Linked DNA regions of Sus scrofa: region 2 is linked to region 1. The links are chromatin contacts, called in public Hi-C maps. All regions are on one chromosome and are shown on one strand. The core of a region is the stretch at or near the end of the contact, and the rest is flanking DNA. Distances in the headings are between cores, read along the strand shown. Region 1 overlaps DDAH1 (N(G),N(G)-dimethylarginine dimethylaminohydrolase 1). Region 2 overlaps DDAH1 (N(G),N(G)-dimethylarginine dimethylaminohydrolase 1).

The links. Hi-C and Micro-C count contacts between places; a contact is called where the count stands out from the background.
Region 2: a Hi-C map of heart right ventricle shows a contact between it and region 1, with 2.2 times the contacts expected there. The contact joins two enhancer-like sites. A contact is called at or near these places in 3 of 47 Hi-C or Micro-C datasets (embryonic fibroblasts, heart right ventricle and liver).

Annotation. Positions count from the first base shown.
Region 1 is chr4:130,548,024-130,554,164 of Sscrofa11.1, forward strand. All of the region lies in intron 1 of DDAH1 (N(G),N(G)-dimethylarginine dimethylaminohydrolase 1), which reads left to right. Among named protein-coding and RNA genes, the nearest start is that of DDAH1, 66 kb to the left of the region's middle. Within about 2 kb of position 2,973, at least 11 of the 83 cell types and tissues checked have an H3K27ac peak or open chromatin away from gene starts, as enhancers often do.
Region 2 is chr4:130,616,557-130,622,697 of Sscrofa11.1, forward strand. DDAH1 (N(G),N(G)-dimethylarginine dimethylaminohydrolase 1) reads left to right here. Exons shown (of 6, transcript XM_021090342.1): 6 at 1-978. Among named protein-coding and RNA genes, the nearest start is that of BCL10, 26 kb to the right of the region's middle. Within about 2 kb of position 3,970, at least 3 of the 83 cell types and tissues checked have an H3K27ac peak or open chromatin away from gene starts, as enhancers often do.

The sequences.
Region 1 (6,141 bases), core at 1,723-4,222:
TTCCACAGTTCTGTCCGGTAAACCTGGGGGTTTACGCGTCCATGGGAAAAATTCCCTCGGACTTGCTACTGTTGGTGTCCAGCTCAAAGCCTGGGAGGCCCTGAGGGGCGTCCCTGCTGCCGCCAACACACACACGCGCCGCTTATCACCGGGGCCAGACGCTCCTCAGAGGCGCGCACAGCTTCCTGAGGAGAGCAGCTATCTGTGGAGGTTAAACTAATGTTTTTGGAGCATAAACAAGAATTCAGAGAAGATTTTTTATTCGTTCATTAGGATTTCTGGAAACAAAACCTTAGGTCAGCTTTATTTACTGGAAAATCCAGGCAGCACTTTTGTATCTTAGTACTTGTAACTGACATGATAAATTTCAGAGGAAATTTTCAAATAAATACATTCTAAAACAGTGGGGAAAATTCATACATACTGTCTTTTGAAAACATTTTGTCTATTAAAAAGTTTGGAAAGTATTTACATTTGCTTTTAGGTGAAAGACTGATTAAAGGGAAAAAATTCAGCCTTAGACTCTGGCTGGAAAAGAGAAATAGGTGACTTTTAAAAGACTACCCTTTCATAACACATTCACAAAGAACTAGGTACAAAACCGTTTATGAAAGGGTTTTCTTTCTAATAAGATGGTAATAGTGCATTTCCTTTTTAAAAATGCACATAGAGCCATAGCTGATCCTGCAGTTGAATGAGGAATTTTTAAATAGCTCAAGTGTTATGTCTCTTAAAATGCAAAGTAAAATTGTAGTTCACCCTCGCGGCAGCCTTTTTCCTCTAACATAAACACCAGCCGTCCTGTGCTCTGTACGCTGTTGTCCCTGCAGTTGTGATTTCCTCCGTCTCGTGTGCTCCCAGAAAGTGAACGAGCCCAGGTAAGAGAAAGTTGCCCATAATGGAAGGGTCCTCTTCTGATGAATTGCAGGTTTTCGTAGTTGTTTCCCTTCTGCCTTTGGCGCTCCAGACTCTTGGGGAAAGAAGACAATTCTGTCGTTTTATTGTTCGACTTGGTCAGCAGAGACTAGTGTCACAGCGGCTCTTAAGCGCTGCGGGGCAGTTTCTGCCCAGCCCCCAAATGTCCTGAGGAAGGAGAGGGCGTCTGGTGTACGCTCGATGTGCACTTTGCAGCCCGGTGTCCTGCACCATCCAAGTACAGCTTCAGCGACTCGGGACCCACGCCTGCCTGTCGTCGTTGAAGAATGTGATCGTGCTGTGGGTGGGTACCATCGCTCTGCTTACTTCGCTATGTTGTTCATTCATGCTGCAGAGGGATGTGCGACAGCTTAGAGGCATGTGTAAAATACAGGGTAGAATCCATCAAAATACGGATAAAGGAAGAAAATTAATCACCATCAGGTAGAGCGTGGAACGCAATTTGTGACCCAACGTGATCTCCACGCCGTTCTGGAGCCACAGTTCCACTGTGAGCTTTCTAAGTGCTAGTGTGAAGAGGGCTGCTGGCAGGTGTTTCAGCCTGCGGGGGCCGTGCGCTATGGGCGGGTCCATGACTGAGAAGGATCCGGTGCAAGTGCACGGGTTCTCGATGCTGAGCTTAGAGAGGAATTTCCTGTGGGACCCTGTGGATGGTGTGTGATGATGCTAATAGCACCATCTGTTACGCTCTGAAGTAGGTGTACTACAGTAGGGGAGCTCTTTTAATTCAGATGTGAATTTTAGAATTTCTGGAATAGGAGACTGGTGTTCTTCCGGGAGTCCTCCCTGACTGTTTTTGCTAAATAATGCCAATGAGCCCCAAATTGTATTATGAAAAGGTGGCTGGGATACAGCAAAACAAAGCCAAGATTTTCCAAAGGAAAGAAAACTTTGGGTCAGTCATGCACATGGACCAAAAAATAAGGGGAGATGGGGGGACCCCACAGTCCTTTTCCTTTAGCAGGGCTGACTCAAGTGCAGTCTCACAAGTATGCAAAGCCGTAAAGCGGGACTCCGCGTGACCAAAGTAAGATCTCAGTGAAACCTGTGTTGAGTTGGGGCACTGCTGTTTCCTTGCCCGTCTCCAAGGTGAACTGCAGGAGAACGGCACCCCCAGGGAACTGAAAGATTTAGTTTCCTACAGATGGCTGCGTGTAAGACCAATAAATGGTAAAATCACTTCGGTTAGATGATATTTGAGTTTTGGCCCCGTGTTGTAGTTATTACCAGTTAGTAAGTCTATCTTATCAGGCCATGCTTAGTTAGAAAGAAGTCAGACCCTTGGCTTCCTGCTGCCTGTAGCAGAAGAACAAGCATGTATTTCATCCAGAAACAGTACCGCATCCTCTCGCCCCTGAATTACAAGCTGCGTGTGGGGTCCGGGGGGCGGGGACCCTCTGCTTCTTTTCCTCATTTCCTTAAAGGAAACCATTGCAGCAAAGCACTCTGGTCCTTGGATCCATGACAGGAAGTGGCTCATCCCAGCAGTCAGCCCCCTTTTTGAGGGGACTGGCAGGTCCCTTTGCCTCCGAAGTAGAGAGCCGGTTCCACTTTTTCTCCTGCTCAGCAGAGCGTGCCTTGCCTCGGTCCCCCTGCCTTGTGGAGTGTCTCGGGACAGGGGATGGAGTGGAGAGGGTGTGAGGGTTTTCAGACCAGGTTTCCCCTGCTTGCACCCCAGGCTGTGCTCGGTTCTGACTGCAAGATAGGGGACCTGGGGAGTTCCCGTCGTGGCACAGCGGAAACAAACCAGACTAGGTACCATGAGGTTGCGGGTTCAATGCCTGGCCTCACTCAGTGGGTCAAGGATCCGGCGTTGCTGTGGCTCTGGTGTAGGCCGGCAGCTGTGGCTCTGATTAGACCCCTAGCCTGGGAACCTCCATATGCCGCAGGTGTGGCCCTCAAAAGCCAAAAAAGAAAAAGATAGGAGCCCTGGCCCGTTCTCCTGTCTCCCCGTTGCCAGGGGACCTGGACGAAGCTGATCTCTGAGCCCCATTCGCCGTCTCCCTAAGCACTTGTGCCCGGCACTCCCAGCCAGTGGTAAGTAGGTCAGGAACACGGGCAGGGCTCGGTTTGACCTTCCAAAGGAGACCGTGTGACAGTCACGCCTTTCTGTCCTTTGACTTCACATATTAAACTGACTAGAGTTTCTTTTTTTCTCTGATAAAAAGAGGGATCCTTCTGTTCCTTGTTGGAAAGAGGTCTTTTAGAAAAAATGTTGTTTGCCACTGAACTGTGCTGGCAGGACTGGAATAGAAATCTTTGGTATTTTATTCACGGCGATCCCTCCCACTGCCTGAAATTCCCTCCCCGCCCTCCCTGCTTCCGCTCCCCCTTTGGGGGCCTGGTTCCACCTCCTGCTGGAACATGAGTTCCTTGAGGTCACAGAGTCCGTCTTAATTATCTGTGTATCAGAATCATTAATTCACCCCTTACTCATTTGTCAAAACCAACAAACAAACTTGCCAGTGGCTCCTGTTGGGCAGGCACCAGGCCGGGCCTCCCAGTGATGCCCCTGCCGACATGACTGGCTGCCTTGAACCTGGGAACTGAAGCACGGAGCCCAGGCCCGGCAGCATCAGCCTCCTTGCCCGTGTCTGTTCAGTGGATGGTGAATCAGAACCAATGGAAGGGGCACCGAGGCAGTGCCCTGAGTTTTCTGGATGGATTATCTTGGCTCTTAGATTATAATTTAACAGATTGTAAATAAATACTATTTATGGAGTTCCCGTGGTTGCGCAATCCGGTTAACGAATCCGACTAGGAACCATGAGGTTGCGGGTTCAATTCCTGCCCTTGCTCAGTGGGTTAAGGATCCGGCGTGGCCGTGAGCTGTGGTGTAGGTTGCAGACGCAGCTCGGATCCCGCGTTGCTGTGGCTCTGGTGTAGGCCGGCAGCTACTGCTCCGATTCGACCCTGGCCTGGGAACCTCCATATGCCGCGGGAGCGGCCCAAGAAATAGCAAAAAGACAAAACAAACAAACAAACAAAGAATTTTTTAAAAAATAAATAAATACTATTTATTAAGCATTTACTCTGGCTAGAGTGCCATGCCAGGTACTTACATGTACCGTTTTATTCAGCACAGCAACCCTATCAGGTGAAAGCAGCTTTGGCGTTCATTTTACAGATGAAGAAACTGAGGCTTAGCCTATAAGTAACTTTCCCAGTCAGCTCACAACTCTCAGAACAAGGACGGGACCAGGCTGCTCAGTTCCAAAGCTTGTGAACTTACGCGCTTTGCTGTACAGCCTCTCAGGTTTGTCCATCTGAATTCCTTTTACGGAACCCTGGGCCAGTGGGACCTGAACAAAGAAGCCATTGATGGGAGTTCCCATCGTGACTCAGCAGGTTAAGGATCAGACTAGTATCCATGAGGATGTGGGTTCAACCCCTGGCCTCCCTCAGTGGGTTAAGGATCCTGCGTGGCTGTGGCTGTGGCTGTGGCACAGGCTGGCAGCTGCAGCTCCATTTAGATCCCTAGCCTGGGAAAGGTGTGGATCAAAAAAAAAAAAAAAAAAAAAAAGCCATCCATCAGTCAGGAAACCAAATATTGTGTATTGAAAGAAGACGAAAATAGCTTCATGAAGTGTCACGGTGAGGGTGACACTTTCTTCTCTTTTGCTGTTTTTCAGAGAACCATCGGCTGTCCTGGAATGGTCGTATATCCTAGGATTTCTCTGAGTCTTCCATTCAGATAAATTAAAGAGGAAATGCTTATGGTTCTTTTAATGAAGTTGTAGTTTTTAATATAAATTGTAATTTTAGACTTTATTAAGGGCCCTAGTGATTCTGGACAACACGTTTAAACGTGGAGCCGGGTGGGAAAAGAGGCAAATTAGATGCGTTGTTCTCCTCCTTAGACACGTCCACACTCAGTTCTGAGGAAAACAGCGAACGTAGTTAAAACCATTTGTTTGTATGTGTTTTAATTTTTTTGTCTTTTTAGGGACGCACCTGTGATGTACGGAGGTTCCCGGGTTAGGGGTTGAATTGGCGCTGTAGCCACCGGCCTACGCCAGAGCCACAGCAACAGGGGATCCGAGCCATGTCTGCGACCTACACCACAGCTCATGGCAATGCCAGATCCTTAACCCACTGAGTGAGGCCAAGCATCGAACCTGCGTCCTCATGGATACTAGTCAGGTTCTTTAACCACTGAGCCTCAACAGGAACTCCAAAACTATTTTTATATAATTACTTTCCATTCAACCATTCAGAGAAGTTCCCATTGTGGCTCAGTGGTAATGAGCCCAACTAGTATCCATGAGGATGTGGGTTCGACCCCTGGCCTTGCTCAGTGGGTTGAGGATCTGGCGTAGCCATGAACTGTGGTGTAGGTCACAGACACAGCTCAGATGCCACATCGCTGTGGCTGTGGTGTAGGCTGGCAACTGTAGCTCCGTTTTGACCCCTAGCCTGGGAATTTCCACATGCCGGGGCGGGGGGGGGGGCAACCCGAAAAAGCAGGAAAAAAAAAATTCCAGTTATTTCTATAATCTAAGTTTGTAACATTTACTTTGTGTATATATGACTTGTATTCACAAAGCTAGTGTTTGAGAGGCAGGTTTTCCAGCGATCGTGGTAAGAGTGGCGACAGCTAAGGTGGAGTTTGCCGTGTGCCAGACGTTATACGAAGGCTTTTGCGCACAGTATCTCACTTCAGCACCACAGCAACCCTATGAGACAGTTGTTGTTATCATCTCCACGTGAAAATGAAGGGCTCTGTCCTGCTGAAAAGCACAGGGGACCACATCCAGCCTCCTGGGATAGACCATGATGGAGGATGATATGAGAATTGTGTGTACATGTGTGGCCGGGTCACTTTGCTGTACAGCAGAAACGCGCGCAACATTGTAAATCAACGCTGCTTTAATAAACAAGCAAATAGAAATCAGGACCCTGGAGTGACCATCATGGCACAGCAGGATGGCGGCATCTCTGCAGTGCCAGGATGCAGATTTAGTCCCCATCGGCAGAGCGAGTTAAAAGGATCTGGTGTTGCTGCAGCTGTGGTGTTGGAGAGGTTGGGTAACATCTCAAGGCTGATCTTCTATTCAAAACGAGGTCTGGATGATTCTAACGTCCGTGAACTCAGTTGCTCTTCTCGGCAGCCCCCTGCAAGGTTGGGGGGTGGCTGTAACAAAACACACCTCAGGGGAGCCTTCCTTCCGGTTAAAACAAACATTCCCAGGGATTGGAGGGGGA
Region 2 (6,141 bases), core at 2,720-5,219, 70 kb after region 1:
CACAGTAGAGCTAACCGGCAAGTGAGTTTCATACCCTAATTCCATCATCCCGAATTAAAGAACTCTTCCCTGTTACGTTTGATCCATTGCGAGTGAAGCGATTTTCCTTTGGGACAGTTTGTCCTGTGGAAGCCTGTTCTCACTTCCCTCTCCTCTGCTGCTTTCCACCGTTCCTTCTCTTCGTCACAGGAAATCACTCAGATCTAGTGCCTCTCTACAGAGTCTTGCTCCACACTCCGCTACGCCGCCTACCAGCCTGGCTTCTCTGGGCTCCTCCTGTGATAGGATGTGAAAACCCAGACTAATTTGCAGCATCGTAGTATCAGGCCTTCGAGGCACGCATCAGCCTGCTGTTGTCTTGGAAGAGGAAGGATAGTCGCTCACCCCATTACGCAGGTTCTCCTCTTGTCCCTTGTATCTTACAAGAATAAAGGAGCTACTCTTGGACATTATAAAGGCGTTAGAAATTGTATTTAGCTAATTAAAAGTTGAGTCAGAATCACTTGGTCAGTAAGATTCATCCTACTGAGGACTGTAGAGACGAGTGCATGAGTCGGGATTATTCTTCAGCTGTGATGGACTGCTGTAGAAATCAGCAAGCCGTCTCTCCCGGGGGTGCTGACTGCTCTTTCAAGCTACTCCCAACGGATTGCCAAGGCCATCTCTTCCTCTCGAAGGGGGACATAGTCTGTAGAGTAAAGACGGGGCACGTAGAGTTGCATGTTAGTCTCTGTCATTACTTACTCGCTAACGTTCTCCAGAACTCACGCGTGGGCTCCACATGCCGTTAGATTTGTGCGTTTTATCTTACTGACCATCCTGTTGCAGCCAGTGTTCAGTTATCTGCTCTGTGTGCCAAAACCAGTAATGCCTTTCATGGCCCTTTAGTCCAGACAAGATCTGCACTGATTAGTCTTTGCTGTCCTGATCTTACAAGTTTACCAATCACGATGGAATAAAGTGTGAGTTGTACTGTGATCAACAGCCTCTGTCTCTTTTTTGCAACAGAAACTGCTACCATTTCCTTGCTATCAGAGATGGGGAGTTTTGGGGTTCCCGTTGTGGCTCCATGGAAATGAACCCGCTAGTACCCATAAGGATGCAGGTTCCATCCCTGGGCTTGCTCAGTGGGTTAAGGATCCCATCGTTGCCATGAGCTGTGGTGTAGGTCACAGACACGGCTCGGATCCCATGTTGCTGTGGCTGTGGTGTAGGCCAGCAGCTCCAATTCTCTCCCAGCCTGGGAACTTTCATATGCTGCAGGTGTGGCCCTAAAAAAAAAAAAAAAAAAAAAAAAAAAAAAAAAAAGAGCAAGTTTTTCCCATAGGCTGTGGGATTAGAAATACTGAACCTGCCAAGCAACTGCCATCAAAAGCTTGGATTAAAGTGATGATCGAAGGATGCTTCCTGCTTCTGGCGCATGTTATCCACGCGTGGTCAGGTCGTGGCTTCACATGTGCTTCTCCTCGAAGTGGCTTCCCTTTGCTCCTTTCACTCCTAACTGCTGTCAGCACCTTACAGTACGGCTCAGCTCACAGAGACAGCGGGACAGTTTTTTTCCTTTGCTCACGTAAGAGTTTATTTTTTTGTTTCTGTTTGTTTATTTTACAGTCAGCATCTTCTTCCAAATTTGAAGATTTTTTAATGACGCTTTTTATTTCCAATAATTTTTTTCAAACTGAATGCAGCCTTCTTGTTCTCTTTTTCTGAGTGTAAAGATAATAACTGCTTACTGTAAAAATAAAAATCGAATCATACCAAAAACCCATAAAAACAAAAGTAAAGGGGGAAAAAAGTGACCCCCAATTTTGTCAGCTACAGACAGCCTCTGATGACATTTGGGAGAATAGTGTCACATCTAGAAGTAGGTGCAGATACAAATGTGGAGTCATTTTACACAACCACGCTGTTCCGTGGCCTGCGACCTTCACTCGGGAATGTATTGCGGCCATGTCCCCGTGTCATTAAACATAGGTCTACATTATCGGTTTTGACAGCCTTGAACGCTCCCTGGTCCGGTCGCCACAGTGGCTCTTTCCACTTTATATGGAGTGTTACACCCCAGCTGTTCAGTGTGCCCGCAGTTCTAGCAGCCAGGGGTCTTTAGGCATCAAAAATGCGCTGCTTATAAGCGTTCACATGGGCCCAGAGTCAGCCCAATCGTCTTCTCAAACTGAAGGGCACCTGCAAAGGCAACCAGGAGCACAGAGCAACACTCAGACTCCTTGCCGAGGTCACTGATTTAGTCACAGCTTCTCAGCTGACATCGCGCTGGTTAGCTCTCCATATTAGGCTGGCGTTGATATGGGCCGTGATGCTAAAAGCTGCCAACGGCCACCCCTGCAAATGTGCTCTAGGCCCCAGAGGAAATGGAACCTCTACCCGGGGCCAGAGGTCAGCGCTGCTCTCGGAGGAGAAAGGGAGGCACTCTTTAAAGCATGAGTTGGCGGGGCTCCCCGGCTGGTCTTCCCGCAGCCTTCCAGAAGACTGGAGGAAGATAAGAATGAGAAAAATCCCTTCGCAGGACAAGCTGCAGATGCCAGAAATGGGAATTTGTGGAACGAAAGATGCGGGTCAACAATAGTTCGAGACAAGGGAGCCCGTGTTTGACAAGGGCCCACCTCTGCCAGGCTCCCCGGTGGGCAGCGCCTGCCTTTCAAGAGCTGCCGGTCTGGGAGGGAGAGGGAAGAAAGGCCGCACAAGGGCACAGATGCCCGTGACCCAGTGGAATGGAAGGCAGGAACCAGAACGCTGCCGTGGCGGTTCCCGAGTGGGGGTTCACCTGGGCTTGGAAGGTCAGCTCTGGCTTCAATAAGCAGGGTGGGGGCCTGGGGCACAGCACGAGCAAAGGCGTACAGGTGGGAGGCACGGTGTGTGCTGTCGAAGCACCTACTGTGTGCCTGTTGACCCAACTGGGCCCTGGGGCAGGATGGCGATTGTCCCTGTTCTCCTGGAATTTACATCCCAACAGGAAGACAGACCTTAAACAAGTCACAGCACGTGTGAGCCACACACGTTGTGAAAGAGAAGGGGATTCTCAGAGCAGGTGGCTTTTTTTGGCTGAAACATGAGACAGATGCAAGGGGCCAGGGAGACAGTGTAGGGTGGGTGTCGAGAGCCTCGGGTGTTGGGACAGAACTTGGCGTCTGTGTGTCCCCTGAAGACTGTGGGTCAGGGAGTCACACTGATGGAGCTTGATACGGCTGCACTGAAAAGGATGAGCAGGAGCTGACCCTGGCGTTTTTCCTAAACTTCTTCTCCCCAGATTTAGTCTGTCCTGTAAACAGCTCTTCTCATCACCAAATGGGCCCCGAGAGCTGGGCAGTGATCCTTTCTCCATTTCCTCTCCTGAAAAACAGATACATGACAGCGTTTCCTCCCAACTCCAAAGGGACATTTTCAATGCGAATGAGATAAAAGGACGGAGGCGTTCTTTGGAAGAAAGGCACCATGTAAATATCATCATCATCATCATTATCCTCATCAGCTCCCATCACAGCAAGTCTGGAGCCCATCAAAATGGCATCTTCTATTCGAAACATCAATCACCTACTCCAGAAATAACTCCAGATTGTCATCGTTGATGCCTGTAAGCTGGCCTGACAGCTTCCGTGGAGAAGTCACAGGTTTCCCTGGTCCCTGGAAAGGCTGCTCCAAAGACACACTTGCCTTAGGGAGCTGTTGGCAGATCAGACTGCTTCTCACCTCCCTCCCAAACCCTCATTCCTAACTCGGGGAAAGCTGGACCACTTATAGCACAAGATAACGGGGGTTATCAGCTTTTAGGGGAACATTTAAGTGCCAAATATGCCACTGTCACTATAAATAAATGAAGGATTCAAACCAGTTTGCCCCCTAACCACCTGGTATATTTTATATTTTATATTTATAGCCTGGGCTGGCTTGTGACATGAATGCCTAAGAGCAGTGATGGGCCCCTAGGTCTTGGGATGCCCCTTGACTTATAAATAGAAAGTTTAATCATTTGGTTATGAAGGCAAAGAAAGAGCTTGGGTGAACGAACACAGCCCTAGGAAGGTTGTTTGCTTTTCCCTAGGCTTCAATTTTTTAAATAATTTGTTCCTGCTCAGGGACAGGGAGACTTATTGACTAGATGGGGCTTTGGGACAGAACTCAGAGGACGATTGCTCACAGTTAAACTAGGAAACCTCATGCTACGAGTGAAATTTCCCATCACCCCATCAGGTTCACGACTGCATATTTCACACTGATGTAGGACAAGTTCAAGGACAAACAAGTTCTGATTCCAAGCAGCAGTCGAGCTACGTAGAAATGTTGGGTCTTCTGCCTCTAGAAAGAGCTCATGGAATAAACAGATTCATGGCCGTGGATCCAAGAGAGGCTTAGAATTCCAGGGTAGGATATGAACAAGCATCCATTCTGCTTATATGGGAACCAGAGGAGTGGATGAGGCTCCTGAGAGGTAACTCGGGGACAGCCCTGGGCTTGCTTTTGTCCTGGACCTAATAACCACCGAGGGAGACAGATGGAACCCATCACCATGGCTAGGGGGTAACAAGGAGTCTGAAGGAAAACAGAATTCACCCTTGCTTGGAGCAAATGGAAAGATTTTCATGGAGATCCCGTTGTGAAAACAAATCCGACTAGGAACCATGAGGTTGCAGGATCAATCCCTGGCCTCCCTCAGTGGGTTAAGGATCCGGCGTTCCATGAGCTGTGGTGTAGGTCCCAGACGCGGCTCGGATCCCATGTTGCTATGGCTGTGGTGTAGGCCAGCGGCCACAGCTCTGATTAGACCCCTAGGCTGGGAACCCCCATATGCCGCGGGTGCAGCCCTGAAAAGATAAAAAGACAAAAAAAAAAAAAAAGATTTTCATGAAGGTCTGTTTCAAAGGTCTGATGTTCAGGCTACAAACAAGGGGGGTGATGGGTGAAATCCCCAGAAACCAGCTGCCAGCAGCACTTCTGGGCCCAAGAGGACCAGGCCAGGAAATGGCGCTGCTGGGTCTGGGTCAGAGAACCAAGGGCCACACGGCTCCAGCCAGAGACCAGGATCCAGAGCCTCTTTCTTCTCACTGTCTGACTTGATGGTGCCCCCTTGGCGGGACGCAACTGCTGGACGGCTGGTGAGGAGACGGGGGAGGTTCTGTGCAGGGGCCAGCTTCTTGGCACGGAGCTGGCACAGGTGGGCGGAGAAAGGAGCCCAAGGGCTGGAAGACGACCCACACAACGCCACTGGGAAAACGAGCTCTCGGGCCCCCCAAGAGCAGCCTGGACGGGCTCCGGCCCTCCAGCGTCGGCGTTTCATCCTGTTCCTTAGGCACACGCCAGTTGTGTGGTCCCGTTCCCTCTCCCTCTCTCTGTGTCTCAACATGAGCAGGAGGACATGAGCCCGAGGAGAAAACGTCACACCCCAGACCCGCGAGTCCTGTGCCTCTTTCGTGAGCGCCGTTGGTTCTAAAATTAGGCCAGTCTCTGGGGCACCTGGTGTCCAAAAACAGCCACTTGCCTTTTGACTGCATGTCCATGACCTGCTGGCGACATGAAGTTGTCTAGGATCCCAAACAACCTGCTTTCTGCGTTTCCGCTCTGTCCATGCCCACAGCCGGCCTACAGGGCACAGACCGTTTGGGTTTTACATGGTTGTGTTGCTCACGGGGTGAATATTCCATCTAAACTAAGAGTGGTGAGTTCCCCATTCTCGGGGCTGTTCAAATGGAGCCTAAAGGACCACATCCAAGAACAGGTGCAGGTGATGCCCCAGCCAGAAAATCGGGTGTGGGCGACATCCAGTGCCCTTCACCGCCTGGAATTCCAGGTGTAGGTGTTTGTACTCTTAGGATTTGGAGGGACTTTCTTTTCCTCGGTGGCCCCCACGCCGGTCTCCCTAACACGCGAAGGCTGCCACTCCTATTAAATAGCAGGAATAAGGCTCCCACTCCCAGCAGGACAGTAGGAGATCTGGGACTCGCTCCTCTGCCAAATGACCAAGACTTTAAGAATTATGTAAAATCTCTGGAAATGGGAAGCTCCCGCTGTGGCACAGTAGGTTAAGAATCCGACTGCAGCGGATCAGGCTGCTACAGAGGTACAGGTTCAGCCCCCGACCCAGTGCAATGGGATAAAGGATCCGGAGCGGCCACAGCTGTGGCTTGGATT